Linked DNA regions of Mus musculus: regions 2, 3, 4, 5, 6 and 7 are each linked to region 1. The links are chromatin contacts, called in public HiChIP or PLAC-seq and promoter capture Hi-C maps. All regions are on one chromosome and are shown on one strand. The core of a region is the stretch at or near the end of the contact, and the rest is flanking DNA. Distances in the headings are between cores, read along the strand shown.

Region 1 (3,997 bases), core at 769-3,268:
GGGTAAGTACTCTATCACGTTTTCTTTCTTTCTTTTTTTTCTTTTTTGTAGTTAACATCTAGGTTCCATGCTTCCGTGTACTTTTTGTTTGCTTGTTTTGTTTATGAGCAAGGGCATGCATGTGGCCCTGGCTGTTCTGGAACTTTCTATGTAGCTCTGCCTGTTCTGGATGATTAATTATTTCTCCAGCGGTGAAACGAGCCAACTCAAGCCAGATCAGGGTATATGTAAGCAGGTTTATTGGGAAACTGCTTCCAGGCAGGTGAGTTCACTGGTCCGGAGCCACAAGGTCAGGGGGAGGGAGACAGAGGGGAGGGGAGAAGAGAAAGAGAAACAAGTGCAGAGGGAGAGAAAAGAGAAGGGAGGGGCCAAGAGAACTAAATGTCTGGATTGTACAGGGAAGAGCCTGTGGGGAGTCTGTGTAGAGGGTGAGTATGCCAGGTAAGGACTGAGGAATGCTGGGAGGACCTGGAGGCCAGGTCTACTTTGTAAAGTAAAATAACCCCTCTGAAACCCAACACTTGTAGCCCTGGCTGATCTTGAACTCTTCGTACATGAGAATGCCCTTGAGTTCACAAAGATTCCAAGAGTGCCAGGATTAAAGGCATGGGACACTATGCCTGTTGTTTTGAAGACCCAACAATTAATACACAAATGTCTAGTTTTCATAAATTTTGTATTCTAGTAATTTATTGGGACACACTAAAAAACGATGAAGTAAAAACAGTCTTTGAAAGTGTTAACTAGCTCAAAATAATTTGTTTCCATTTAAAAAGGTATGTGGTAGCTTAATAATTTTTGTAAGAATCAGTTGAATTCTTGGTGCATATTATATCTGTGAAACGTACTTTACATTCTGAGAACCCCTCCATATTGGTGCTAACTCTCCTAGCACAGCGTGAAGTGAACTTATCTGCTGCATTATCAGTTGGCCTTGTCCTTAATTGCACAAGGACAGCGAATAATGAACTGTCAACTAGATTATGGCCTCTTAAAAGGAGACAAGAACTCAGTTGGCATCTCACCTCTGTCCCACAGCTACACAGTACAAACTTCAATACAATGATTTCCTACATGTGGTCTTCGGACCAGCTGTATCAGAATTACTTATAGGGAACGTTATCAGGCCCCTACCACAGGGTCACTGAACAAGAATCTCACAAAGGCTTTGTAATTTGGAATCTAATAAATGATGTTGAGAGCACACTTATATTTGAGTCACAAAAAATGTTTTGGTACTATAGTTGTATGGGGAACTCTGGCAACGATGGAACGTTCCTGAAAAGCAAAAACTAAGCTGTGTGCGAGGTTAGAGGAAGGGGAGGGGCTCTTCCCGGTGTTTCTTTGATGGCAAAAACGAGTTACTATGTCCTATCTATCACACTACCAACATTTCTCTAAGGCCCTCGTCTGCCCCGCAGTTTCCACGACCTGACTGTTGCCTGGGCTACAAGATGCCACCCTTCCTGCCTGACGAACAGGTTACACCAGGCTCTAAGGCAGACAGGGGGTACCGGTTTCCGTTGCCAGGACTCAAGATGGCGACACGAACGTCGCGACCATCAGAGCCACATGCTCCGTACTCCGCCTCGGCCCCCCCCTCGGATCTCACTGGACTTTTACAAGTCACCGTGGGGACCCTCAAGGACGGAATCTCGGGCTCCGGCGTCAATGCTCCATTATCTGCCTTAAAGGACCGCATTCCTAGGCACACAATGAGCTAGAATCACCTAACTTACAACACCGCCCACCTCCAACCCGCAGCGGAGAGGTTCAGAATGCCGGACACTAGGGCCTTCGCCTCACTCATTGGTGGGTCCATACCGGGGGGCGGGCCTGCACACTCATTGGACTTCTCTCCACGTCAGTCTCGGGAGGACTGTGCCGAGTGGGCAGACACAAACTCGACTATTGGGTTTTCTTTGCTGTCAATCAAAGTGACATCCGGTGACGACTCTAGTCCCGGCTATCTGATTGGACCAACTGTTTCTGGGGTGGCCGTGGCGGGCGGGTTTCCGAGTGCAGTGGAAGGAGGGGGCGGGGAGGGAAGCCGAGGCTGGGCGCTCCAGGCCGGCCGGAGGTGGCGGCGACGGCGGCGGTGGCGAGGCCGGGACTTGGGCTGAGGGCCTGCTGTGGCGGCAGCGACAGACTGTGACCTCAGCAGCGGGTACCTGCTCTAATTCCCTTCCCCAACGAGATAGCCGCGGTGCAACAGGGCCGAAAGCTTGTGGGATAAGGGGCGGCGAGATGTGGTTGAGGAGCAGGAGGCGGGACCCGGGAGGCCGAGAGGGGTCTTGATCGGGCTCGGGCCCTGGACACGGCCGGAAAGAAACGCGGGGCCGACCAGAAAGCGTGTTCCTGGGTGGGCTGGACTGAGAAGGGCCGAGGGCATGGGAGGGCGTGGTGAGGCTGGGCTCGCGAGCGGGGTGGGGCCTGGGGAACGGAGGGCGGGGTGAGGCTCGCTTTTAAGGGTGGGTCAAGGCCAGCAAAGTAGCACTTGTCGCTCCGTGTCCCAGAAAGCTTGGAGGCGCGTCGGCGAGAGTGGGCATGGCAGCTTGGTCTCATCCAGACTCGGGTACGGCAGGGTGGGACCGGACTGGGGCCGGAGCGCTCTCTCTTTGGCCTTGTGGGCTTTGAAGAACTTTGTCTGCTCTCTCAAACTTTAAGTGGCTCTTGGGAAGTTTTAGTAGTAAATTGCGCGAGGACGGGCGGGTTTCAAAAGCAGGGATGTTTACTCAACCGAATGAGGGTATTCGTGGGTGTGTGTGTCTCCTACGTGTCGCTCCCACTTCACCTTTAGAGCGAAGTTGATAGTGGGCCACAGTAGAGGAGTTTAGGAATTTAATGGAAGCTCAAAAGTAGAAATCAGAAATGGGAAGGCAAATTTACCTTCTCCCCACTTGGCAAGTGAGATCGAGAACTTGGCCATATCCTTCTGCTTTGGCTCAGAAGGTCATGTGAATAAAGCTAAAACCTGTGAATTCAAATTCCAGGTGGAGCACGGCTCCACAATCTTCCACTGTCCTCCTGTACCCTACCCTGTTCTTTTATTTTGCCATACTGGGGATTGGACCTAGGGCCTCTAACCAGGCACCCGTGATCTGTATCCTTGTCCTGGACATTCTTTTATTTTACTATTGAAACCAGGCTGGTCTTAAACCCCTGATCTTAACGTTTCAACGTTCTGAGTGGCCTGTGCTATTAGGCTGGTCTTTTATTTAAAAAAATAAATTAATTAATTAACGAATGAAAGAATGATAGGAAAGGGGAAATGAGATTTCAAAAGTTGGAATAACAAAAAGGCATATGAAATGGAGGCCTGAACATTTTCATGTATTTTTTCACAGTCTCTCAGTAATAATCTCTGTCTTCTCTTTAGAGTTGGAAAGGACAATGACATGGGAAACCAAATTTTTTTAAGGATAGGAAATGGACTTCTTGTGCTAAAATTAGAAACTGGGTAATGTGTTCTATTAAGAGTGTTGGTAAATGAGACAAAGTGTAAGAAAGTTTTGAATGCCTTGCACGCACAGTCTGCTTCAAATAAGACCTTTTAGGAAGTGTGGCAGATTTAATATTTAGTATTTAGGGTGCTTCTTTCCTTCCTTTTCCTTTCATAGTTGGCACAGCAGGTTTGGCTTGGCTTTTCCGTGTAAAAGTAACCTTTACACGTGTTTCCTACTCTCTGCCCGAGCTTCTTACCCTGACCATGAAGTGAAGAGTGTGGAATCTTATCTTGTTGTTCTGTGATTCCCATTTCAGGGTTCTCTGGAAACCCCCCTGGTAAGTGCAGAGGAGGCGGGACACTCTGACCCAAGACAAAGACCTGTAGCTCCAGCCAAAGAAAATAAACCTTAGGAAGGAGAAGGGGGGGAAAAAAAAAAGGAGGAAAGAAAGACTCCATCAGCTGTTGGTGTGAGCAGCCTGCAGTGGATCTCCATAGAGGACAACTAATGTGAATCCGAAAGTGACTGTGTATGGGCTGTGGTGAAGTAAG
Region 2 (4,091 bases), core at 454-2,953, 1.8 Mb after region 1:
ATCGGTGCGGTGCTGAAATGGATCTTCCGGCTCGGGGCCGGGTCCTCTTCCTCTGAGAGCCCGGGAATCTCCACACACCCTGACTCCGGCTCATAGGGGGGCTCCCCGTCCTCTTCGTCTTCTTCATCGTCCTCCTCCAGGGCACTGCCCCCAGAGTCCTCCCCGAGTCCACTGTAGGCGCTCACATCCACCAAGTCCGCTTCCGAGAAGTCCTCCTTCTTGGATTCATCCACCTCCTCAGGTGCCATGTCCGGGGCCCGGCCATTGTCCACCCCCCTCTCTAGCGTCGCCACTGACGCCGCCGCCTCCTCCTCGGGGACCGCTTCGGCCTTGGGTTCCTCGGGTGCAGGGCTGGCTGTGGTGGCCGGGGTGCTGCCATTCTCCAAGGCTGCATGGACCGTCACCTCGGCCTGGATCACTTCCCCGGGAGCCGACTCGGCCTCAGACTCCCCACTTTCTTCAACCTCCACCGGCTTGATCTTGCGCACCTCCCGCGGCTTAGGCGGAGGTCGGGCAGGGGCCACCCGGTGCTGTGGGGGCTGCTGCCCTCCGGGGCCACGCTCCTTCTCGGTCGCGCCATCCCCCGACGGGGCGGGAGGCGGCGGCGGTGGCTGGAACACCCGGGACCGCTTAGTGACCAGCTTCGAGTTGACCTGGGGCGCCCCGGCTGCCCGAGGGGGGCCGGGTGCACGGTGAAGGCCGGTCCTCGAGTCGGCTTTCTCGAAGACCGCACTGAGCTGGCTGACCGTCGGCGACACGGCGTCAGCATCCAGCTTGTCCAGCGCCTCGGTGCTGCCGTTAAAGCGCACCACGACGTCCAGCTTCCGGTCCTGCAGGCCGGCGCGCTCCTGCCTCAGCAGCCGCCGCGCCACGGCCTCCTTGTCGCCACCCGAGGCCGCGGGGACGCTCCGTTCGAACAGCTTCCGCGTCTCCTGCAGCCGGGACGGCGGGTGCGGCGGAGGAGCGGGCTGCGCCGAGGGCGCGGGCTTGGAGTCGAAGCGGCTCACGCGCTCCGACACACTGGTGCCCAGCTTGAGCAGGGCACTGTGGTCTACGTTCTCGTTCAGGCTGCTGGCCCGCGGCAGGGACAGGCGCACCCCGCGATCGGACGCCCGTGGGGCCTCGGCCATGCCTGCGCCTCCGCCTGCCTCACCCGGCGGCCCCGCGGTGGTGCCCATCTGCAGGAACATACTTTTGATGCGGTGGACGTTGGAGCCATATTTCTTATGGTGGGCCGCCTTGGGTGCCTCGTCGGGCCCGGGTGCATCGGGAGGCTTTAGTGCCTGGATGCCCGCTTCGTAGGCGCTGCGGTGCGGGGAGGCGCTCCGGAGGGGACCCCCGGGCCCCCGAGGCTCCGTCTTCATCATGGTTGGGGGAGCCGGGTTCGCATCCCCCTGCTCCCCGCTGCCCCCCTCCAGCAGGCGGCTGGCCAAGTCGGGACCACCGCCCCCTCCCCCCAAAGAAAGAAATCCCGAAAGGCCTTCTATAGAGTCCCCCAGAAACCAAGCTGCCAAAAAACAGTTAACCCTGCTTTAAAAAAAAAAAATCTCCGAGCGCCCTGTGTGGGTCGCCTCCCCCAACCAAGCTGCCAAAGACAGCCAGCCCCCTTCGAAAGCTCTAGCGGCCTGGTGCGGTCGCCCCCACCCAAATTGAAGAAGCGGAGGCTGGCTGGAGCTGCTGGGACCGCGCGCCCAGCCCGCGAAGCAGCGGCCACGGCACCGGCTCACATCCTCCGAGGCGGTGTCAGCGGCGCTGGCGGCGCAGGCGCCCCCTACTCCGGCCGGGGGCCTTGGCTCTCGGGGTGCCCGGCATCCCCGCGCCCGTGGCTGCTCCGCTGACCCGGGCCGCTCCGCCGCGCCTCCCTCCCTCCCTCCCTCCCCCCCGCGCCCCGAGCCTCGGTCTTTCTCTAGCTCTGCCCGAACCGCGGCTGCCGGAGACCGAGCGGCTGCCCTTCTCGCCGCCGCCGCTGGGGGACTGGTACCACTGGGTCCTAAAGGGATCGGATTTCCGGGGCCGGAGCCTGTGAGCCCTCCCCTTCCCTTCCACCCTGTCGCCTGGTCTCTCCTACTCATAGTTGGCGGACAGCCTTCCGCAGCTTCACCGACCTTGGCTATTCTTCTTCAGCCCTCCCATCCCAAACTCGGCTTTTCACAATCCACTTAGGCGTCCCCTCATTTAACCCTGGGGGCGGGGAGCCATCCAGCCACAGCAGGAACTGGCCTTCTCCTCCCACAAAGTGAAGGGGTTCTGTGGGGAGGGCCCTTAATCATTTCTCTAAAGGTCCTTAGAGTGTTCAGGGGTACCAGCAACAAAACTTTTGGGTGCTAGATCAAAGTACATAATTTCTAGCTCCTTCCCAAAGGTGAAGGGGAATCTCAGAGGCGGAACCTGGGATTCTTCATTTTAACAATTCCCCATAGGAATTTTTTTTTTTTCATCTTTCAGAATGTAAAACTTGGGCCCAGCAATCTTTGTGGTGCTCTGTCCGGAGGAGAAATGAAGAAAGGGACAGGGTTGGGGGTTACATCACCCATATGGCAGGAGATTACCAAAGATGCTTTTTTGCCTTGGGAAGTCTTAAAATGACGTTGTTCACCTACCCCTTTGGGGAGAGGTATAGAATCCTGGCCTTCATAACCTGCCAGAAAAGATCTCTGAAACAGGAAGGTTTGTAAGGTGTTGGGGGAGGTTGGAAGGAATGATTCTAGAGTCCCAGGGCTAAAGTTTCCCTATTGAGAGTTCTACGTTGGGTCTCAGACTTAGAGGATTCTGGTCACTTGTGTGCAAGCGTGTTTGTGTGTGTGTGTACCCTACAAATCCCACCTTGAAAACTCAGCTTCTTTAGAGCTCCTTCATTCCTCACATACACAACAAGGGGCCTTGTTATGCCCGTTATCCTTCCCCAATCTAGCAGTGAGGATCCGTCCAATATTCAGTCAGGTCTAGATGTGTAGCTCCTCCAGTCGTTGGTAGATTCCCAGGAACTGAACAGGGTGGACACTAGGACCCAGAAAACAACTCAGGCACAAAGCCTCCCCCCTCTCCCCAGCTGCTTCCTGCATCTCAGGCCTTCCTGCGGCCTCTGCCTCCTCCCCCGCCCTCTTCCCCTCCATCCTCTTCCTCCTCTTCCCGTTTTCTCACTCTCTCCGGTTGGCCTGGCCCAGCTCATAGAGGGAACCCTCTACCCTTCCGTTCTCCGTGTGTGGGTTTTGTGGGACACTAACCCATGGCACGTGCGAAAGAGCTCTGTGCATGGGGGGGATGGGACGTGGGGAAACCGCCTGGGAACCCTGAAGATTGGGATGGGGAGGAGCCAAGAACCACTGGACTGGCTCCCTAGAGTAGTGTGCCAGGAGAGGGAAGATTTTTTGGCTCTCATCTGGAGCCGGAGATGAACCCAAATCTCAGGCTTTCGGATGCCCCCTGCATTTTTGCACAGTGGGCAGGAGACTTACCCCTCCCCAGTTCTGCGTTTGGGGATCTGTGCAGGGTAAAGAAGCCATCCAGGTTCCGTCTCCCCTCCTGACCCATCTTTCATGAACAAGCTTTAGGACATGTTCTCAAATTCAAGTCTGGGGCTTGAGCCCTTCACCCTAACCCGGCTACGGCAGTCAGTGGCTTGTTTTTTGAGAAAGGGCCTGCAGTATCCTGTGCTGGCTTCGAACTAAATACTTAGTCAAGGATGACCTTGAACTTTTCTGATCCAACTGCCGCCACCTCCTGAGTGCTGGAATTACAGGCTTGAGCAGTTACTCCAACCGAGGGCTTCCTTCTTGCTCAGCAAGCATTTTAGCAACTGTTTTACATCCCCAGCTCCCTCTGCAGTGGTTGGGCGATGCCCTTCTGCTCACCCCATTGCCAGTTGGGAATCTGAGCAGTGTTCTTAGAGTTCCTCTGTGGACTTGGTGGAGGGCCCAGGGCCCTGGGTGTTCTGCCCAGAATCTCCCACACCCTTTGTGGTGAGTCATTTTTCACTGGCCCCAGCCCAAGGGGTCTGTACCCACACTCCTGGCCAGGTGGGAGGAGGGGTTGGGAACCAGCTGTTAGTCCCTTTCCCAACACCCTTGGCAGAAATTTAGGATGGACTGGAT
Region 3 (4,216 bases), core at 517-3,016, 1.5 Mb after region 1:
AAGGCTTCTGTCAATTTCTCCCGAGAGTGATGAAGGTTCTGGTGCTTGCTGCTCTAGCTTCCCTGGGTTTCAAGGAAGCCCAAACAAAACCAACAGGTTTGTAGTCTTGTGGTTTGCTTTATAGTTGACGATAGGCACGAGTTTGTCTGGGCATTGCCTTCTTCTATACCACCAGATTCTACACATACTTTGACTACTTGGTCACCATCTTGCTACCAGATTTGATCAAGTTCTGCGTTCCAGAATGTGATACTAGCACATACAGTGAGGTCCAAATAGACTTGGCTTTCTACCTCAAAGACCCGATGAATCCCATTCCTATCTAGCAAGACTCCTGTAACAGAATACCTTCAGGAAGAGGATATGCAATGTCCAAGCTTAGTCATCTGCAGAAAGCACAAGAGACTGGTGTAGGGACTGTCACAGTAGGATGGCAGGGACCATAGCTTCTGTACATTTGGTACAAACTTAGACTTAGGAAGTGTGCAATGATCCTTTCACATCTGGTGTGAATCAAACGCAAACTTCACTTTTAACTTACTGCCAACCTCCTCATGCAAGTAGGTTCCCTTTCCGTTCCAAAGGGCCTGCAATTGTGGGTCCCATCACAGCCTTAAGTGTGAAAGCAAGGTTAAATTTGCTCCACCCTAGTTTCCCCACACCCACCACATCAAGCTGCTATTAAGAAACTGCTTCGGCGCTGTTCAGAAAGTGGGGTATTTAACACAGCATACTTGATTGTAAGCACTCCACTGCCACGTTGGCTGGGAATGCTCAGGGCAAAACACCTTCGGAGGAGGCAAGAAGTAGGATGCAAACTGCCCAACTCCTGTACATAAGCACACACGCACAGAATAACTGGAAAGAGACAGCCATGTTAAGCAAGTCAGAGATATGGGAACATTCAACTTCGGGGCTACCCCGAGAGGAATGTAGAAAATCGGTAACAGAGGTATGTTTGCACCGAAGTAAAAGCCGTTAAACTAACTTATTCCAACGGGCTGAGTTCAAATCATCTCCTGGAAGAAGCATAATGTGAAAGCGCACGTGAAGTGGTGAAGAAAGGAACTCGAGAGCCATAGAGAGAGACGCTGGGGCCAAACTCAAGCAGGAGAAGTAACACATGGCTCCACCCGGCTCTCTTCCATGCCCCTCCCCCTCACTGAGCAGGCGTCCAGCGCCCACCGGTTCTGGCTCCCAGTGAAGCCCTCGACTCCGGACGCCCACAACACTCCTTGCACGCACTCTAGCACTTCTCACACCGCCCGGGCGGACACTTCGGACCACTTTTCGGTTACGCCCCCCCAAAGCTAGCTTCCATCTGCCAGGTCCCTCCCCTCTGGTCCCCGGCCCATGCACCCGGCACCCCGTCCCGGAGTTGCACCGCAGGTTCGCAGCTGCTCGCCTTCGCTCCCTCCGCCCTCGCGAACTCTGAGCGCCCCTTTTTCTCTTCTCTCACCTCCCATCTACTTCTAGTACTCTCCAGCCCGTCGCCCCAGCACCCGCTCCGGACCCGGCTCACCTGCGCGGCCACCCCCGTCCCGGCGCTGGTGAGGCTGCTGCAGCTGGAAGGGGACCGTAGCCCTGAGTGGCTGCAGACCGACCCGGGGGGAGCCAGCGGGCGCCGGTGGAGAGCAGCCCCGCCGGAGACCCCCCGCCCCTCCGCGCCCCGGCCCCCAGGAACCTCCGCCTCGGCCGCCCGCTGCGGCCCCGGACATGGCCCACCCGGCTACCTGCCGCCTCACCCCCACGGCGAGCCCCACACTGCCCCCAACCCCCGCGGCCGCTACTTATCTGCCCTACGGGCGCGGACCGGCCCCCTCGGCCCAGAGTTCTAATTGGCCTACAGAGTCCCAGGACCTCCCCCTCAACCAATCCATGGCGGGGCTCTTCTGTTTCCGAGGATGATTGGTCCATGTGCTCAGCCATCAAGTCAAGACCCCCACCCTCCTGATTTTCTTCTTTTCTTTTTTTTTTTTTTTTTTAATGTCCTTAAGGCTGCCGATTGGACCTTCCAGTAGAGGGCTGGTTCTTCAGCACTGCCAATGAGAAGGTTCAAAGGGGAGGATCGTCACACCCAGTCCCAGGTAGTATGCAAATATATGCCATGTGATGTCAGGCTGTGCAGGGGGCGGGGCTGGATGTGGACTGGAATCAAACACTACTGAAATCTTTAAAGGTGGTAGTGTCAAACTCTAAGCAGTTTCAATGGGACTGAGAATGCCTAACTTCAAAAGCCATTACATTTAGTTTAACTAAAAAACATTAGTTTTCAATTCTCATGAGATTTCACTGCAGCTGACAAACTCCAAACTGAGATTCGATAAATTTATAGAAGGTTTGCCTATCATTTGCATGAGCTTTGCATTAAATTCGTACATTTAATGGCTACCTCGCCTCACATGACACTCATTTGTCTTCTACGTTTCCAAGTCCCTTCCTGAAGCTGGTCCAATCTCAATAAAAACAGCTGTTAGTCTGTAAATTAACTTGAGCCTTTAAAAGGGAGCTGGGAATTTCCCTTCAGAACCATCCATTGTAAGTGTACCTAGCAAAACAAAGTAAATGATAAATCTGATCAAGTTTGATAGTGACTCCACTAGGAAATCTTTGTCTTTCCAGCTCAGTTGCTCTCTGACCTACAAGTCAAAGACCAGATGGTCCCCAAAGAGAATACTGGCAAGCTGTGAAAATTATATGCTATGTATATGTGAACACATTTTCGGAAAAAAGAAAAAGCAGTATTTAAGATACTATTAAAACAATGCATCTCAAAAAAAAAAAATCCATTACTCTTGCTACTTTGTTCTATATATGGAAAAGAAACAGAGCCAATTAACGCTGGACTGTCTGTGAGAAGGGACCATCCAAGTAATTGGATAATTCCCTCTAGATTTATATTTAGTTATGAATTCTAATTTTGACCTTGCTACCGATTTGTCTTTCTATTTCAGTCTCTACCGAGTTTAGTATTTTTTTTAAAGGTATTCCCTTGAAGCCACACTTACTAATCAGAGGAAAGGGAGTAAACTGGGTGTGCGTGCTGCGAGAGTACCTTGGGATCCAATACTGAAAGCAGATAACGCTCAGAGTGGGAATGCAACAGTTGGCTGAATATTAAAATCAGACCAGAACACAGAACATGGAGGCAAAGGAACATACTGTGAAAAGATTTTTCTCTGCAAAGACACTACTTTCATGTTTGAACGATTTGCTTCAAGCTCTGACATATAGATTGTTTGTGATGGAAGAAAATAGTACTCTTTTTTTTCCATGAGGACGACAGTCTTACTAAATGCCTGATAGGGATGAATAAGACCTGGTGGTTGGAATTAAAACTCAGCCATTCTCAGGCTAGCTCAGCTTTAAAAAGTACATCTGATGGCTGGGGATGGAGGTCAGTGGGCCAATACCTGCCTGGAATGCTCAAAGCTTTAGGTTTGATTCCGGCTATGGAGGGAAATGAGGGAAGCAGATTGAATTCTCAATTTCAATTAGCTCAACATTCTCATACACTTCAGATCTCTGCCTTTATCAAGGCGTATTCCACCCCTGGGTCTCACAGCCTCACTGAGAAAACCAACAGCAATAGCCCTAATATTCAATGAATCCCTTCCTGCATGCCAGATACATATCAAGTACTTTGCATACTATTTCATTCATCCATTATGACTGAAAGTGAGAGGTGGCTACTATGCCCTCTTTACTGAGTCTTTGGAAAGAAGCCCCATGCTCGGGGTTACCCTGGAGGCTGACTCCAGATCTGAGCCTTGCTTGATCTCTATGCTTATAAAACGTTTCATGAACTTTTTTCTACAATGACATGTATCTGGCTGGTGTGCCAACATCTGTCTAGTGCTTTGCAGCTTACACATCATCGTGTTATCTAACTCTCACTATAGCCATGGAATGTACAAAATGCAAATATGATTGTCTTAGTGAACCTCTACAGGAGGTTAGGTCACAGTGGCTCAACTGCTTGCCCAAGATCCTTTGGCAGACACAGGACTTCCAGCTTCAAATACTTTCCCAACTAACACTCAACTTCCTGACCAGACCACTAGGATCGCCTGAGAGGGAGAGGGTGAACTATGTGGTCTCTTGCATATTCCTCTGATAATGTATACTATTTTAGGACCCCTCACGTGTATATAGATCCTTAGATAGTCTCATGCAATAAGGAGTGGTTTTTATTGGGTGAGCATTTTAAGTGTGT
Region 4 (3,837 bases), core at 511-3,010, 1.9 Mb before region 1:
TAGAAGCTTAGAGCTCCATTTTCTCGTCTTTGTCTTTAAATAGTAGGCTTAAATATGCATAAATATTAAATAGAGATAAATAAACTATCTGGAAAGGGCTTTCTGCTCAGGTCTAGGCCAAGTGGTGCAGAGCAAGGCGAGCCGTCTCCAGGAAGCCCTGCAGGTACGAAATGGCCAGGACACCTCCTGCCCGGCGCTGGAAGGCAGAAGTGAAGGCTGGCATGGCGCTCTGTGTGGGCTGCACAGTAGGGGCCACCCCTAGGTTTTCCATCTGTGGGGAGGAGATGAAGTCAGGGATCAGTCCTTCCTTGAGGTGAGGAAGTGCTGGGAAGTTGGTTAAGTTGGCCTGTGGGGCTCATTAAACGTTAACGGTAGGACCAAGACTCCAACCCAGTCTGTCTCTGGACAGAGTCTGTCTGTCTCTCAGCCTGGAGGAAGCGGGGTAGGGGGCGAGGGGTGTCTTCCCAAAAAACAGGCCTCTGAAAATATAGAGAGCTTCCAGGGTGCCCAGGTGTGCTGCCATGACCCCCTCCAGATGGTACTCACCTGCTGCCAGATGGTGGTGGCAAAGTTGGCAACATCCAGCTGAAGCAAGTCCAAGGTGGGGGCCAGGGCAGGGGAAATACCCGATAGAGCCTGCAGGAGACCTTGGTAGAGGCAGAGCCCACTGTGGAGCTGGCTTAGGCACTGTGTCTGGGGAAGATAGCAGGGTTAGGCAGTACATCTTGGGATGCTTGCTCTCTTCAGGAGCCCAAATAGTAGGATGTAGTCCTTCCTTCTCCCCCTCCTCCTCCTTCTTCCCCTCCTTCTCCTCCCCCTCCTCCCCCTCTTCTTCCTCCTCCCCCTCCTCCTCCCCCTTCTCCCCCTCCTCTCCCTCTTTCTCCTCCTCCCCCTCCTCCCCCTTCTCCTCCTGGTCCTCCTTTTTCCGAAAATACTCACCTGCTGCAGGGCCTGGCTAGAGCAGCCACTCAGGGAAGCCTTCGGGATCCCCAGAGAGTGGCCCAGCAACACCAGCTCCTCGGGGTGACACAGCTTGTAGGTGGCACACTGTAGATGGAAGGATACTGAGGGTGCTCACCTGGGCCAGGCTCTTTGTCCAGCTCAGGTCCTCCTGGCTTCTCAGCTCCCTACCTTCCTAGTGACCCTAAGGACTGTCCCATCCAGAGGTCCCACTGCTGTCTCTACTCATTCTCTTTCCTGTGCCCTTCTCCCCCCATGTTCCCTTCCTCAATGTTTCTGTCAGTATTCTGAGGGTGCCATCTAGGCTCTTGTGCACACTGGGCAAACACTGTCAACTGCTGTGTGTTCCTAGTCTGCCCTCTTCTCATTTGTGCTCCTGCCTCCCCCGCTACCCCCCCCAAGTCCTTCCCTCCACACCTATGGCAACCCCACTCACCAACTGCTCCAGCAGCACCGAGCCGCTGGCCTGGATCTTCCTCACTTGCTCCAGGGACTTAAGCAGGAAGCTTCGGGGCAGAGGCAGGGATGGTGGCAGAGCGCTGACAGTGACCAGGGGAACGGCCTCTCGTCCTGACCATAGTGCACTTTGCCACAGCAGCAGCTGCAGGGCTAGGAGCAAACAGACGGGTCTGAGGCACTTGTTATCCGGCCTCTCTCCATTCCACACCCAGGGCAGGTAACCAGGGCACTCACCCATTAGCTTCATGCGCCTCTGGGCAGAAAGTTGAGCCATGGATTCTGGGTGATCTGGGCTGCAGCTCTGGGCTCTGCCAGGGCCCAGCTCCAGGGGGCCTTTATACATAAAGCCATCAAGGCCCCGGGAGGAAATTACCTGGGGCTGGGGCAACTCAGGCTTAGTAATAACTTCCCAGGATTTATGCAAATTTGATGATAGCTCAGGACAATGCAGGGGGTTGGGGAAAAGCTGTTTGCGAAAGTTTTTGTGAAATCGGGGAATCTCTGTTCCTTCCTTGACGTCTTGTCCCCCCCTCAAACTCTCTTCCTCTCTTCCAGCCACACCCAGGCCTGAATCGCTGCAGGGTGTTGGATCTGGATCCGAGTTGTCCAACAAGGCTGGTGAAACCCTGGAGGGGATAGCAAGGAACTCAGACCCTGGGGAAGAATGGGTGCTCAGATCAAGACTGCTTCTGTCTCTCCATCCTCTGGCAGACGTGCTTGGGGAGCCCCCTCTGCCCTTCATTTGTGATTCTCAAGTCACCTATACCTGGGACAAACATCCCGAGAGAAGAAAGAACCTGTCCTCTTTTCAGACCCATAAGCTTCCTGGTGGCTGCCTCCTGCTTTTCTGGGAGCCCTCCACAGCACCCTAGGTAGGGTCTTGCTGTCTACGCCTGCCCCACATTTGGATAAAAATAAATTGGTCCAGCATTCAGGCCGTTCTGTCCCAGGCTGATTAGCTGGGAACTCCCCAATACCCCCCATTATGACTCATTTCTTTAAGCCCCTGGATCCTGGCAGAGAGGCCAGAGGAAACCGGATGTCTGTCTTGAATGAATCAAGACCCTCTGGGGCTCCTGGCTCACCTGACCTTGCCTTTCTGCTTCCCTTGGCACATTACCTCGATGTCGTGGAGTCTGGGGCATCTGGAGGGCGTCGGAGGCTGGGTCATGGAGTGTCCCGACGATCTCTGCTCATTATGTAGCAGTGGTGTGAGCTGGCTTGAGTCGATGCATGCTGAGGTGAGAAAGGAGGAGCTGCATCTCCCATCCTAGAACTCTGCCCAGTGTTAGCTCTGAAAGAGACCTTGGTGATTTCACCTCTGTGAACTGGGCCAGAAAGGGAAATGCCTTGCCCAATCATGGGTAGTAGGGATGGAGGGACATCCCAGTCGCTCTCAGTCCCAACAGGGTATTACTACCTAAAAAGGAGGACGGCATTCCTTGTCTGACTGATGGCATCTCGATCTGGTACTTTCTGAACTATTTCACCCCCACCAAGGTGGGGCCAAGGAATATAGACATTTTTTGATGTTGAGGCATACCTGATGGGGTGGGGCCAACTCTGGGGCTAGGGTGCCCTCTGGTGGCCACAGATGTCATGGACATTAACTACATAGCCTCTGCTTGAGAGGACAGGCCAAGGGATTCCCATTCTGTTTGTTTATTTGTTTGTTTTTGTTTTTCAAGACAGGTTTTCTCTGTCTCGATAGCCCTGGCTATCCTGGAACTCACTCAGTAGATCAGGCTGGCCTCGAACTCAGAAATCTGCCTGCCTCTGCCTCCTGAGTGCTGGGATTAAAGGCGTGCGCCACCATGCCCGGCGAGATTTAATTCTTAAAACATGCTAACTGGCAACAGCTGCCTACTTTATATGTCACAAACTCAAGACCCACAGGGGTCGAATAGAATATCAGATAGACATCTTGCGTATCAGATACTTACATCGTAATTGATAACAGTACCAAATCACAGTTATGAAGTAGCAATGAGATCGTTTTATGTTTGGGGGTCACCACAGCATGAGGAACTGAATTAAAGGGCTCGGTATTAGGAAGGCTGAGTGCCACGGTGTAGGGGGTGGTGGGGATCTTTTGCTGCCATTATTTTGTTCTGTCTACCAATTGGTGGGCTGCAGATGAGGGGTGGCCTTGATGAGCTGCACAAGCCCCCTTTGCTCTATTGCACCAGCCAGCTGGAGTGCACCTCGGAGAGTGGAGAATAAAGACCGGAGGGCAGCGTTCAGAATGTAGCTTAACTGATACAGTACCTGCCTGGCATGGACAAAGCTCTGGGTTACATCTCTAACCCTGCATAACACAGGCATGGTGGCACACACCTGTCATCCCAACACTTGGGAAATAGAGGTAGGAGGATCAGAACCAGACCTGGCTAGAGAGGGGCCCTGAGGGCCCCGACA
Region 5 (4,230 bases), core at 1,430-3,929, 1.9 Mb before region 1:
AGGTTTAGGGCAAAGAGAGGTCACACATCCAGTCTTGTCCCCACCACCCTTTGACACATTTCTTTGGTGGCCCTGGTTCCCTGGTTTCTCTGCTGTTCTTCCAGAAGCTCCTGATAGAGAAAGGAATACAGTTTACAGATTAGAATTTTTTAGAGTTAAGGAAAAGCTCTACTTTTCATTTTATTCCCTGGAGAAAACACACACACACACACACACACATACCACAGAGTGGGAAGTGAGTGAGCTCATATGGGTATACCTACTTCAAATGGAGTCTCCAAAGACACTTCTTTGACTGGGTGTATAGGTAACACATCTGTAACCCCAGCACTTGGACACTTGGATGGCAGAAAGCAGGAAGATTAAAAATGCAAGGCCAGACAACAGAAGTAGACCCTGTCTCAAAAAAAAAAAAAAAAAAAAAAAAAAGCGCTCTTTGCCAGGGAGAAAAGAAGGAGCCCTATATAAAGTGGAGAGGAAACAGGAGTTCAATGTAAAGGCCCCTCCTTCCCTTCCTCCCAGCTTCTGGCTTCATACCTCACACAGACTACAAAACAACCTTGCTCATTGCCAAGAGCAGGGTCAGGCTGGATGAATTTCTGGGCTCTAGTTCCCTCTTCTCACTAGCTGTGAACTCCAGGAGGGAGTCTTGATCTCTGGCCCTTCCCTGATATGAAAACTTTCTCAGCAAGAGGACGTGGGCAGGACCACCACAGTTGCAAACAGTGCTGAGGGCCTTGGGGGGACCCAGAGCAACTAAAGAAAGCAGGGGAGTGAGCGATATTGAGAGGTAGTACTGGGACTAGGCGGGGTGGAACGTCTAGACAGCACCAAGGGACCGATTTTGGATTTTGAGCAGTCCTCAGATACCCAGGTGGGTGGGGTGGGGTGGGGGTTGCCTGGCTCTGAGCCAATCAAAGGTCTCAAAGAGCAGGCAGCCAGGGACAGAGCAGCTTACCTCCCAGCTCTCCCTCCACACAGTTGGCTGGGAGGAGGGAGAGGGAGCGGAGGCTGACTTCAAAACCAAGTTTTCCTGAAAAGCCTCTGGCCTTGTTTGTCTTAGCTCCTCCCAGTTCCTCCCATGGTGCTCTGCAGCAGCTTCCTAGCTCTGGACCTAAGGGCCAGGGCAGCGGGAGAAATGCTTGCTCCCCCTCTTTTCCAAGCCCGTTAGGCACGAGGGAACAGGGCTAAAGTCTAACCTTCAGATGATCAGTGGTTAACCCGGTCAAGATCATTGACCTTAACATTCAGCTTTCTTTCTCCTTGGTACCCCTAATTCCAGCTTTGAGGGTCTCATGTTGTTTAAGTCTCAAATCACTGAGCTCAAAGTGGTCCTCCTGGCTCAGTTTCCCCGTATGCTTTTCTCTGACTCCAAGGTAGCTTGCTTCCCAGGATTCCCAGAACTCTCTGGAGCTTCCTAAGTGCAAGTAGAGAAAGACTTAAGGTTAAAAAAAAAAAAAAAAAAGCACCCCCCCTCCATCCCCAAGTGTAGAGATTACAGAGGACTTGGAGATAGGAGCAGGGTGGCTGGGGCTTACTCGACTGCTTGAAGATACGTGTCCATCTCTCTTTACAACCCAAGCCCCAGAGAACAGACCCCTTCCCCCAGGCCTCTGTGTTTCTCACTCCTGAGATGACTGCTGCTCTGAGAGAGATGCTAAGTGCTTCATGTGCTCATTTATCCGCCATCTCAGGGACGGGACGGTCACAAGAAATAAGCAGTGAATGCCTGACCTTGAGCCAGTCCCTGAGATGGCGGTCCCTTTTCTTCTTCAGTAAGAGGAGGGAAGATCCTCACTCCCTCCTCGCTTAGTAGGAGCTTGCTTTGCAGCTCAAGTCAGCTTCAAATTCACGACAGTCCTCCTACCTCAGCCTCTCAAGGACGGTGATTGCAGGCACGAGCCACTACACCCTGCCAATTCGGGGAGTTGAGGGGTGGGAGTTAAATGATCCTCATGTTCTCCCTAAACTGTGGGCTTCTTCTGCTATCATGAAGCCCTGCAGAGAGCAGACCCCCCTCTCTCTATGAGGACCTCAGAGCACTTTCCCTTTGTTCTCCTTTTTATTTCCCAGACAAAGGGAAATGACTCACCCCAAAGTCACTTGAGTGGGCAGTGTGGTGTCATATAAGCAAACAGGGAGTCCCTAGGGATATCCCCGTGCTATGCCAGTCCTACCCGTGGGGGCTGGGGTTAGGGTGAAGAAGAGAAAGGGGTTTTATTTACACTGCTTGTCGCCCACCTTGTCACCATAGCAAAAGATGCTTAAGTTCTTGATTTAAGGGAAATCTCTCCTCCCAGCTTGTCTTTCTCCCCCTAGTCACCACTAACCTCAGGGTGAGGTCAGTTCTCCAATCACGTGAAGCTCTCACGTTTGCTAGGTTTGCAGAAAGGGCCTTTTAGCTTTGATCTTCCACGGAGCAGTAAAGCTTGCCAGGCCCTCCCCAGGAATTCACATGCCCTTGCCATACAAGGCTTTCCAAACACGCCACCCTGACTCTTCAGAAAACCCCACCCCAGTCCACTTTCAGCTCCTCCCCGCTGCCAGCAAGCACTTTTGCAAAGCAGAAAAGGAATAGGCACACTCCACCTACATTGTCAGTAGACTACAAATCCCAACAATCCTGGCGGTGCGCAGGCGCACAGATCTCAACGTGCCGGCTGCTGGAAAAGTGTGTCACTGGGGCACGAGGCGCTCCCTGGAATCACATGGTACCTGCTCCAGTGCCGCGTGCGGCCCGGGAACCCTGGGCTGCTGGCGCCTGCGCAGAGCCCTCTGTCCCAGGGAAAGGCTCGGGCAAAAGGCGGTTGAGATTGGCAGAGTGAAATATTACTGCTGAGGAAACGTAGCAGGGCACACGTCTCTCTTTGCGTCCTGGTGCCTCATTTCTCCATCACCTACTTACTTCCTGGTTGCAGCTTCTCTTCCTTTGGGACTTTTGCACCCGGAGCTCCAGATTCATTACCCTGCTTCACTGCGGAGCCTTCAGGAGTGGCATCCGGTGCACTGCAGAGACCCGACTCTCCTTGCTACCTTATAGCCAGAACTGCTGCAGGCTGATTCTTCACACACACACTCTCTGCTCTTCCCATGCAAATCAGATCTCAGGTGCCTCAGCGTCCTACCCTTCTGGAGGGCTGCAGTATAGCCACCCCAAGACCTTACTGCTCAGTGCCTGGAATCCTGATTGCGAACTGCGGGGCTCACTCGTCTCCCTCAGCCATTGCCCAGGGGGCGAGAGAGGCCATCACAACCTCCAGTTTGTGTCAAGGTCCAGTTTGAATGACCGCTTTCAGCTGGTGAAGACATGACGACCCTGGACTCCAATAACAACACAGGTACTGAGATTCTTATCTTTGCTCTGTCACTGTCTCCATTTCCATCCAAGGCTTATGAGAGGAACTTTGTAAGGGATTGGGGATTCCCTCTGGCTGGTGTTTGTTACTGTGCTAAGATGAAAGCCACTAGGTAAGATTTCTAAAGAGGGTTATTACGGCTGGGAATGTGCCTAAAACGCATCACTAGCACCCCCTGAGTTCCCCTCAGTCCGAGAACGGATGAAATGGAGGGTGGATACCAGTGGCGAGTGGAAGAGTTTAGGGAGACTCAGCATTTTGAAGCAGTCTCTGGACACGTCCCCATTTGCCCACTCCTTGCAGCTATAGTATGCCTGTCTCTTTTCCCTTTTCTACAGTTCTAGCCTACTTCCAGGTAGTCTTGGGAAGTGGGGCGATCCGGGCTGGTGGGTTTGCGTGACTGGGTCAGAGTTCACAGGGGAATCCTCAGCGGCAGTGGGGAGCTTCATTTGAGGAGTCGGGTGCTTGGGACTCATCTCCAGGCAGGGCACCCACAGCGACTTAGCCTGGGGAGGGCTCACATGGCTGCAGAGCCGGGCCCACGTGCTGCATTTGTTTTCATTCAGTAGAAGCCGTGGCCGCCATCTCATTGGTCATTGCCTCCCGGCCTCGTTACATAATGAGCTCCGCCCCTCAAGTTGCCGGAGCAACGCTTGTCGCCTTCTCTCCTCCCCTCAGTTGTCCCGGCCCAGCTTGGTTTTAGGGCCAGCCTACGACCCAGGACGCCCGGGAGGGGCGGGGCGAGGGCGGGGTTTTCCTTGCGACAGAAGGGAAGCGGAGAAGGCGGTGCTTCGAGTTCCGGGGTTCCTCGTTGGGGTGCCACGTGCGAGGGGCACACGTGGAGTGGGGACGTGAGGCCAGCTGAGGGCCAGGC
Region 6 (3,788 bases), core at 263-2,762, 1.4 Mb after region 1:
AACTCTGGGACCTAAGTCACTGGAATATTTTTGTAAAGTTCCTCATTTTAATTTTTTGGAACTTGCCAATATGAAAGAATTAGTGCTCAAATTATTTGAAACTAATACTTCTGGACAAGTTGTTCAATTGTTTCTGATTACCCCTGTTTCCATATTGTCACAGAATGTACAACTAAACTGTACAACTAAATGTATAACTAAACTGAAACGCTATGGAAGAACTTACACACACACACACAATGAACCAAAAAGGTCCCACTAAGTAAAAGGGCTGAAATGAAGCTACTGATTGACAGCTTGATTTCTGTTTTGTTGTTACCTCAAGTCTGTGTGTGGCACTTATCCCTTCCTTAGCTACTCTGTAAAGGCAACTCAGAATTTTACTAAAGAGAAATTCCCACCTTAGTTTCTTTTTTAATGGACCTTTTAACAAATCCTTTTTAACAAGACTATCAAAATCCCCTGCCAGAATAACGAGTTGGACTTACTCCTAAACTTAGGGGAAGTTTGTAGTAAGGTTTCAGCATGACGACGGGAGTGGTGGAAAGGGAAGTAATACTAGAAGTAGAAGTAGCAGTTAAGTTTCAAAAAGAAGGGTCAGCGTGGGACACGTTGGCTCTAGGAGGCGTTGGTAGCCTGGGAGTCTCTAGGGCAACACCAGATGCAAATAGTGCTTTGTCCTTAAATCCCTCGCATAATTTAAATTCTCCCTCTCGGATCGGAGCGACAAGCTCACTATTGGGTGGCAAGTCTAGCGAAGAAGGCGGGCTCGTGGTCAAGGGGCTCTTTATCCCGCAGGTCCCTGCAAAACAGCAATGCGCATGCGTCCTGAAGCAGCGACCAGGCACCCGGAGCTCCTTCACATTCGAGCATGCGCAGTTCCCCATCTCGCCGCAGGCGACAGCTCACTATTTGGCAAGGGGGATGGGGTTGGGGATATGATGGTGAGGGAGGCAGGAGGCAGGGGGCGCGTTTGTGTTTCCAGAATGCTTGAGGTAGGAAGAACGGACGGCTGACTAGGCTCTGGCTTCCTCGGGCCAGGAAACCAACATAGGAAATGGGGCAGAGAATAGTACATTAGGAAAAGTGTGTGTTGTGGGGGAGGGTTTAGTCACTTCTCAAGGAAAAACCCCGCACCCCAACAGGCCAACCCCTTCTTCGACTCTTGACACACACATACACACACTCACCTGAGAACGGCGGCGACAGCTGCTGGTCCCTGTCCCCCTGCGCTCGCCTCATACTGCCCGCAACATCCGGGACCTGCGGGACCGCCGATACACAAATACACTCTTGGAGCGCGCACACACATACAAACACATACACACACATACACACACACACATACACACATACACACACACACACCACACACACACACACACCACACACACACACACCACACACACACACACACACACACATACACACACACACACACACACATACACACCGACACACACCGGCCTGGGCGTCCTGTCGTCAGCACGTCGACGCAGCGAGCGCGTACCCGCCGGGCCCCACCCCGCGCGGCCTCCTCCCCCCAGCTTCCCGCCCCGCCCCACCCCGCCTCGCCCCGCCCCGTCCTGCCCCGCCCCACCCCGTCCCGCTCAAGACTCTCCAGCTCCTCCTCTTTTAAGACTCCGCCTACCTTCCCTAGTGCGCAAGCGTCGCGAGGTGGTGCCAGGGCCCGGGAATTTGGGCGGAAGGCGGAGCCAGAGTGGAAAGAGGCGGGAACTCGGAGGGGGTCGCGTGCAGCGCGCAGAAGTTCGCGCTGAGGTGCGAGGCCAGAATGGAGGAAGGAAGCTGAGATCCAGGGACCGGGTGGGTGGAGCAGCAACAGGCATTTCGCAACTGAAACCTAGTTGTGCAGTTTGTGGATTACCGATGACTTAGCTCTTACTTTCTTTTTTAGGCAACTCTCAGCTAAAATACTTTTTAAAGAACTTTTAACATGTGTTTTAGTTTGTTTTATTTTTTGAAATAGGGTCTTGCTCTATAGGATTGGTTGACCTAGCACTCTCTTTGTTGACAGGCTGGCCTTAAATTCATAGAGATCCATGTCCAATAAGCCTAGCCTGCAAATGCTAACATTTATAAGGTACTTTGCTAGAGTACTGTGAGGCACACCTTTAACCCCAGAACTCGGGAGGCAGAGGCAGGAGAAGCTCTGTGAATTTAAGGCCAGCTTGGTCTACTTACTGAGTTCACAGTCAGCTAGAATTACAAGGTGATACCGCGTCTTGAAAACTAAATAAATTAGCATTTGACAACAATAACCAAAGAGCTGTTCTTTCTGGGAAAGGCAGAAGGGGTGTGTGTGTGTGTGTGTGTGTGTGTGAGAGAGAGAGAGAGAGAGAGAGAGAGAGAGAGAGAGAGAGAGAGAGACCCAATGGAGAGGAAGCTGATTCTGTGACAATTCCTTGGCTAAGCCATCCGGGTCCCCAGTCTGTCTCATGTCTTAGCTCCCATGGACCAAAAGTGATTCTGGAGTTGGGTAGAATTGTCTCAGAGCATCTTGGCCCTGGAAGAAAACAGTCATCTTTGTGTTACATTCTTCGATTACCTTAAACTTAAAAGAAAATATTTTATTACTGAATCAAGCTCTCAAAAGCAAAAGCAGACTGCCTCTTGCATACACATATCAAGCACACACCTAGCTCTGAGAGATCAACCCAGTGACCCTGTGGGTCATGAGGTAACAGGGTTGCAGCCTAATTGAGAGCTGCTTCCTGGCACCCTACTGCTTTCCAGGCCTTGGGACAGTCTCCAGGAGACTCTGCTCCTATCTCTTGCCACATGCTCCTTGGCACCCAGTGGCTGGTGAGCCTGTTCAGCAGGGAAGGCTGGCAGCCCAGGAACCAAGCCACTGGGTTTGGAAAGAACCCCGACAGTGCCGGGAGGCTTTCCACTTTCAAGTATAGAAGCAGACCCCGTAATCCCCATATGAAATATCCTAGGAATTATAAGCAAAACCTTCCAAACCCTTGGGGCCTTACACAACCTAGATTCTAGATGAAATTGCTCTTATTGGTTTTTTTTTTCTCTGCTTTATTTTGAGGGTTTGGGGTTTTGAGATGATCTCACACAGTCCAGGCTGACCCCCCCCCCCCCCCACACACACACACACACAGCTCACTACGTAACAGAGGCTGGCTTTGAGCTCCTGATCTTATGCCTCTACCTTCTGAGTACTAAGACTGAAAGGGTGTTCCACTCTGCCCAACCAAAATGGTTTATTTACGAACTGGAGAGCCCAGATTCTCTACTGATGTGGTCCGTGTGCTTGGCTCTAAAGCAGAAAGAGCTCTTGACACCTGAGGCAGATTCTTGAAACTTTTCAATTAGATTTCATTTACTGTCACTATCAACAAACCCTCCTCTCTTGAGCTGAAGCCAGAGAGGTGTTGGCTCCTTGTAAAAATTATGGCTGTCCCGTGGGTAACTCAGTAACCAGTTACAAATCACTAGCCCTTGGTGACACCGTGGCTGTTTAGTTACCTAGTCTCTTGACTTAGGATTTCACAGAGAAGCAGAGAGAGGGGGGGGGGGGGAGAGAGAGAGAGAGAGAGGCTCTTGAGAAAGGAGCATGGGGAAGAGGTGCAGAAAGAGTTGGTTATGGAGAATAGACACATCTGGACATCTGTTTCAGCTTCCTTACAATTGAGACTAATCCTTACAGTTTAGCCAGACTCTACCCAGGATATGGGAGAGGGAGAGGGCTCCTCCGGGTATGGAATATGTGCCAGCAGCTTGTCCAGACCCCAGTCTGAATCCCCAGTGATCTG
Region 7 (3,850 bases), core at 1,290-3,789, 1.5 Mb after region 1:
GGAAAATACCAAACAGTAGGATGCTATAGTCATGATTAGAGAGACTGCAAACAAACAAAGAGCCATACATCAAGCACTTACTCTATCTCAGGAACTTGCTGAGTCTTTCAAAACACTCATTTCTTTTATTCTTTCCAACCACTTAGTCAGCTGGTCATTAGCACAAACACTTTAAGATGAGAAACTTAGGTCAATTTAAAAACCCATCCAAGGGGGCTGGTGAGATGGCTCAGTGGGTAAGAGCACCCGACTGCTCTTCCGAAGGTCCAGAGTTCAAATCCCGGCAACCACATGGTGGCTCACAACCATCCGCAACAAGATCTGACTCCCTCTTCTGGAGTTGTCTGAAGACAGCTACAGTGTACTTACATATATTAGTAAATAAATCTTAAAAAAAAAAAACCCATCCAAGAGCAACACAGAGAGAAAAAAAAAAAGACAGAGCTGATCTGCATCTGACATCAAAGCCTTGTACTCAATTCTAGTGAAGCTGATAATGAGGAGTAGGGACTGTGTTCCTATTGGCTGGGAAATGGAGGGGGGACATATCTACCAACGTTTGAAAATATGCAGTAGTTTCTGAAAAATAATGTCACCATGTTTTATTACCTTACAAACAGTAAATCAGGAAAGTCTTTCTGAAGACAGAAAAGAAATTACAGGGGGTTGGAAGATGAATCCGGTCTAGGCTGACCTAGAACCATGTAGCTGAAAACCTTAAACTGAATCAAGCTTTTGATTCAAGGACTGGGAGTACAGATGTGTGTCACCACAAGCCAACTTAAAAGGATATTATTCAAATATAAGAGGCTGTTAGCACTAGTTAGGGAGTTAGAACATTCCAGAGTAGCCCCAGGAACATATCCTTACGTGAAAAGAACAGTGATAGAATGGATTAAACACGAGAGAGCTAAAATAATACAAAGGAAAATATCTGAGCCCTTTTCAAGCAAGTTTTTATGTGCAAATCAACTCACAAAGATTGTTAAAAGGTATTTATACTAAGTACTAAAAGCAAAATACCGAATGCTAATGGCGTCAACAATGGCTTAAGCTATTCCCCACCCCCAGCCCCAGGGAATGTGGGCTAAGGGTCTGGAATTTTTTTAACTCCGAAGAGTCCTCTGTTTAGCATGTCAATCAGGTTTGTATTCTGTTCTTAAAGCCTCTCTCCAGGTTAGCCAGCCTCAAATGGAAATTCTGATAGGGGCCTGTGGGGGTTCAGGGGATAAAAGCACTTGCTCTTTCAGCAAGCTGGATGACCCGAGTTTGATCCCAGAGACACCACAAAGGTGGAAGTTAGGAATCTATTCCCCAAAGTTGTCCTCTGAGCACTCACCTGGTCATGAGTGCGTGCTCAGCTCACACACACACACACACACAAATCTGGAACCAGAATTCTATCTTGGTAATTACTGAGGTTGCTTTGATTCCAGCAAGTCACTCTTGGTTCACCTTGGTTCTTTCAAGTCCTCTGAGGCTAAAACTTCAAGGCCTACAAACCACTTTCCAGACTTTTCTTTTTCGAGACAGGATCTAGCCTGGAACTGGCCATGTAGACCAGGCTGGCCGTAAGCTCATGATTTGGATCTGCCTGCTTCAAAAAGCATGCACCCCCACCCCCACCCCCCCACCTGGTTCCAGACTTTTCGTATAGCTCTTTCTTCTAGTCTTAATTTCTTCTTCTTATGGCCTTTTATTATTACTTGAATACCCACTCCCTTTCTAGTGTCTTTCAAAATACTATTTCTCTCTCCACTCAGTTCTTGGCTCTTGCATTTGTGCTACAGAGGTCACACGGGCTGAATGAGGTTCAACACTTCTCCGACTTTTGGTACAGCACCCTCACATTCAAACCACGTCCTCCGCCCCTCTCCGGGCCACCCAAAGATCTCAAACCAAAGCAGAGCACTGATAAGCCGGGGGCGTTTCACAACAGAGATAAACTGGAAATTCTTTGGCGCTCCGGCATCCTGAGAATGGCTCTGCATCATCTCATAACTTACTTCTTGTTCTCTTAACGCAAGGACAAGGCATAAAGAGAACACTCTACCCCACTTCAAGACCGACAACGACCCTGTCAATCCTTTATTCAAGCCCCATTCACACCACTCCGGAACACGGAATAGCTCTTACAGCAGTTCCTTGGGCAAAATATCTCTTGCCAGTTCGGAGTTTACAGAATGAACGGAAACGTCCTTCGGCCGACTAGGAAATGAAAGAGTTAAAGATCGACAACCTGATGGATTCTGGGGTTTTCCTCCCTCCACGCCACAAATTAAAACGACGAGGAAGGAAGAGTTTGCCCAATGTAAAGATGAAAACGGTTACCTTCAACTGCCAGACTTCTGCCCCAAACAATCATGGCTACCTAATCCCACACGAATGCCGCCTACCTAACTAAAAAGGTCTAGCCGAAGGTTTCACCACTGGTGCCGTCTCCTGCCCAATTCCAAAATGGCGCTGACTGGCCTCACTAAGAGTTTCGAGCTTCCCATGATCCTCACTGGCCTAAAGGTCAGGTGACGCAAGCCTCAGCCGGAAGTTAAGGAATAGGCGCTTCCAGCCCGCGGCGCTTGCGCAGAAGGCTCTAGACGCTGAGAGGTAGGAGGCACTTGGGATCGTCCGCAGGGTTTGGGACAGCTACAGAGGCCGCCACGGAGCCCGCCGGAGCCCCCGTTCCTGCTGGTGCTGCCGCCGCCCGAATCGGAACCGTCGGGCTGCAGCCGCCGGCAATGCCGCGAAGGAAGGTGAGAAATGGCAGAGAAGGGATGGCGGGTTTCTAAGGGGAGTCGATTGAGTAACGTGACGCGGTTGGCCACGCCTCGTCGTGCTTGGGTTCCAACTTTCTGGTCCCCCGAACCTAGCCTAGCTACTCTGTCTCCTCTCGGTACCAGACAGAAAAATGTGGGCCCGACCCTGGCCTCGGCCTATGCCTGTAACTATTCCCGCCCTCTGCTTGCCCGGATCGGAGGCGTTCTTGTTAATTGGTCGCGGAAATGTCTAGAAGCGTATTGATTGGATGGTGACGCCGCCTGTTTGGGCCCAACGGTCACCTCCCCGCGTGCGTGGGCGGTGTCTCGGTCTGGCCCCGGTGCTCTCCGACTGGCTGTGGCGAATGCTCTCCCTTCTCTTTATTGGCCCAGCTTTGCAGTCTGTTCTTGTGGCGGGTGCGGCTTAGCAAGGCCTGGATTGGGGCGACCAACGCCCCGCCCTTCCGGATAGAGATGGCGATAGGTGTTGTAAAGGCGAGTTGGGAAGACCACTTTCCTTTCCTGGTGGGGGGATTACAACAAAGCCGAGGATGGGTGGTTAGAAAGCCAGCGCCCACCCCCAAGGGATAGCTCGCAGGCCTGTTGCGTCTCAGTCACCGTCTTCCACCTATTTGTTCAGTTTGACATTTCCTGGTCAGTAAATGTTTGTTGAACTGTATGACATTTGCCCCATATGTTCAGTCGTAAAATGCAAAGAGCAGTGTTACGTGCTAGTTGCTAGGAATTCGAAAAGTATGCGTGATCACTGGCTTAAAGGGTTATCGCTGTTGAGAGAAGAACACAAAGAACCATAGTTCATACAGTCTCTGCTTGAAATTGTATACACTGTAAGAAAGCCGTTAACGTGGGAAATAAGTAAAGAGCTGATTTTCAGGGTTAAGCCAGGCAGAATTGATAGGTCATGGACGGGTGTCAGGGTCTTTGGCTGAGATGACCCTAAAGTTTGCCTTTTAGTGACATTCTGTGCCTCTATTTACTTGTGGTCAGATTTTTGAATGAAATATTTGGATGGATAGACGGTTGGTATTCATATTTCTGCAGAGATCACTCTTCATGGAAGCTTTCCAAGTTAAATA

What was found. Promoter capture Hi-C pulls out the DNA fragments that hold promoters and counts their contacts. HiChIP or PLAC-seq counts read pairs in DNA pulled down with a chosen protein or histone mark.
Region 2: a contact with region 1 is called in an H3K27ac HiChIP or PLAC-seq map of bone marrow-derived dendritic cells, with 6 times the contacts expected there. The contact joins the promoter of Ppp1r9b here to the promoter of Nfe2l1 in region 1. A contact is called at or near these places in 3 of 39 promoter capture datasets (erythroid cells, hippocampal neurons and pre-B cells) and 1 of 115 datasets of contacts at active chromatin or transcription factors (bone marrow-derived dendritic cells).
Region 3: a promoter capture Hi-C map of pre-B cells shows a contact between it and region 1, with 2.6 times the contacts expected there. The contact joins the promoter of Fam117a here to the promoter of Nfe2l1 in region 1. A contact is called at or near these places in 4 of 39 promoter capture datasets (hippocampal neurons, liver and pre-B cells) and 1 of 9 other capture datasets (adipose tissue).
Region 4: a contact with region 1 is called in a promoter capture Hi-C map of pre-B cells, with 2.5 times the contacts expected there. The contact joins the promoter of Csf3 here to the promoter of Nfe2l1 in region 1. A contact is called at or near these places in 2 of 39 promoter capture datasets (liver and pre-B cells).
Region 5: a promoter capture Hi-C map of liver shows a contact between it and region 1, with 4 times the contacts expected there. The contact joins the promoter of Nr1d1 here to the promoter of Nfe2l1 in region 1. A contact is called at or near these places in 2 of 39 promoter capture datasets (liver and pre-B cells) and 1 of 115 datasets of contacts at active chromatin or transcription factors (pancreatic cancer cells).
Region 6: a contact with region 1 is called in a promoter capture Hi-C map of liver, with 2.6 times the contacts expected there. The contact joins the promoter of Spop here to the promoter of Nfe2l1 in region 1. A contact is called at or near these places in 5 of 39 promoter capture datasets (the C10 cell line, hippocampal neurons, liver and 1 more), 1 of 484 Hi-C or Micro-C datasets (B cells) and 1 of 115 datasets of contacts at active chromatin or transcription factors (cardiomyocytes).
Region 7: a contact with region 1 is called in a promoter capture Hi-C map of liver, with 4 times the contacts expected there. The contact joins the promoter of Kat7 here to the promoter of Nfe2l1 in region 1. A contact is called at or near these places in 5 of 39 promoter capture datasets (3T3-L1-derived adipocytes, hippocampal neurons, liver and 1 more), 1 of 484 Hi-C or Micro-C datasets (B cells), 1 of 115 datasets of contacts at active chromatin or transcription factors (astrocytes) and 2 of 9 other capture datasets (adipose tissue and liver).

What each region holds. Positions count from the first base shown.
Region 1 is chr11:96,827,989-96,831,985 of GRCm38.p6, reverse strand. It overlaps Nfe2l1 (nuclear factor, erythroid derived 2,-like 1), which reads left to right and starts at 2,018. Exons shown (of 5, transcript NM_008686.3): 1 at 2,018-2,167; 2 at 3,763-3,997.
Region 2 is chr11:94,988,824-94,992,914 of GRCm38.p6, reverse strand. It overlaps Ppp1r9b (protein phosphatase 1, regulatory subunit 9B), which reads right to left and starts at 1,703. Exons shown (of 10, transcript NM_172261.3): 1 at 1-1,703. The coding sequence starts at 1,367.
Region 3 is chr11:95,334,568-95,338,783 of GRCm38.p6, reverse strand. Fam117a (family with sequence similarity 117, member A) reads right to left here and starts at 1,766. Exons shown (of 8, transcript NM_172543.4): 1 at 1,523-1,766. The coding sequence starts at 1,718.
Region 4 is chr11:98,699,236-98,703,072 of GRCm38.p6, reverse strand. Csf3 (colony stimulating factor 3 (granulocyte)) reads right to left here and starts at 1,760. Exons shown (of 5, transcript NM_009971.1): 1 at 1,654-1,760; 2 at 1,397-1,569; 3 at 940-1,047; 4 at 547-693; 5 at 1-271. The coding sequence starts at 1,693. The coding sequence ends at 113. It overlaps Gm38985 (a long non-coding RNA gene), which reads left to right and starts at 1,563. Exons shown (of 3, transcript XR_001780319.2): 1 at 1,563-1,636; 2 at 1,975-2,660.
Region 5 is chr11:98,773,826-98,778,055 of GRCm38.p6, reverse strand. It overlaps Nr1d1 (nuclear receptor subfamily 1, group D, member 1), which reads left to right and starts at 2,679. Exons shown (of 8, transcript NM_145434.4): 1 at 2,679-3,338. The coding sequence starts at 3,308. It overlaps Gm31862 (a long non-coding RNA gene), which reads right to left and starts at 2,645. Exons shown (of 4, transcript XR_880204.3): 1 at 2,242-2,645; 2 at 959-1,417; 3 at 264-338; 4 at 1-110.
Region 6 is chr11:95,411,807-95,415,594 of GRCm38.p6, reverse strand. It overlaps Spop (speckle-type BTB/POZ protein), which reads right to left and starts at 1,512. Exons shown (of 10, transcript NM_001359107.1): 1 at 1,191-1,512.
Region 7 is chr11:95,308,935-95,312,784 of GRCm38.p6, reverse strand. Kat7 (K(lysine) acetyltransferase 7) reads left to right here and starts at 2,539. Exons shown (of 15, transcript NM_001195003.1): 1 at 2,539-2,750. The coding sequence starts at 2,736. Gm11520 (predicted gene 11520) reads right to left here and starts at 2,369. Exons shown (of 3, transcript NR_155298.1): 1 at 2,332-2,369.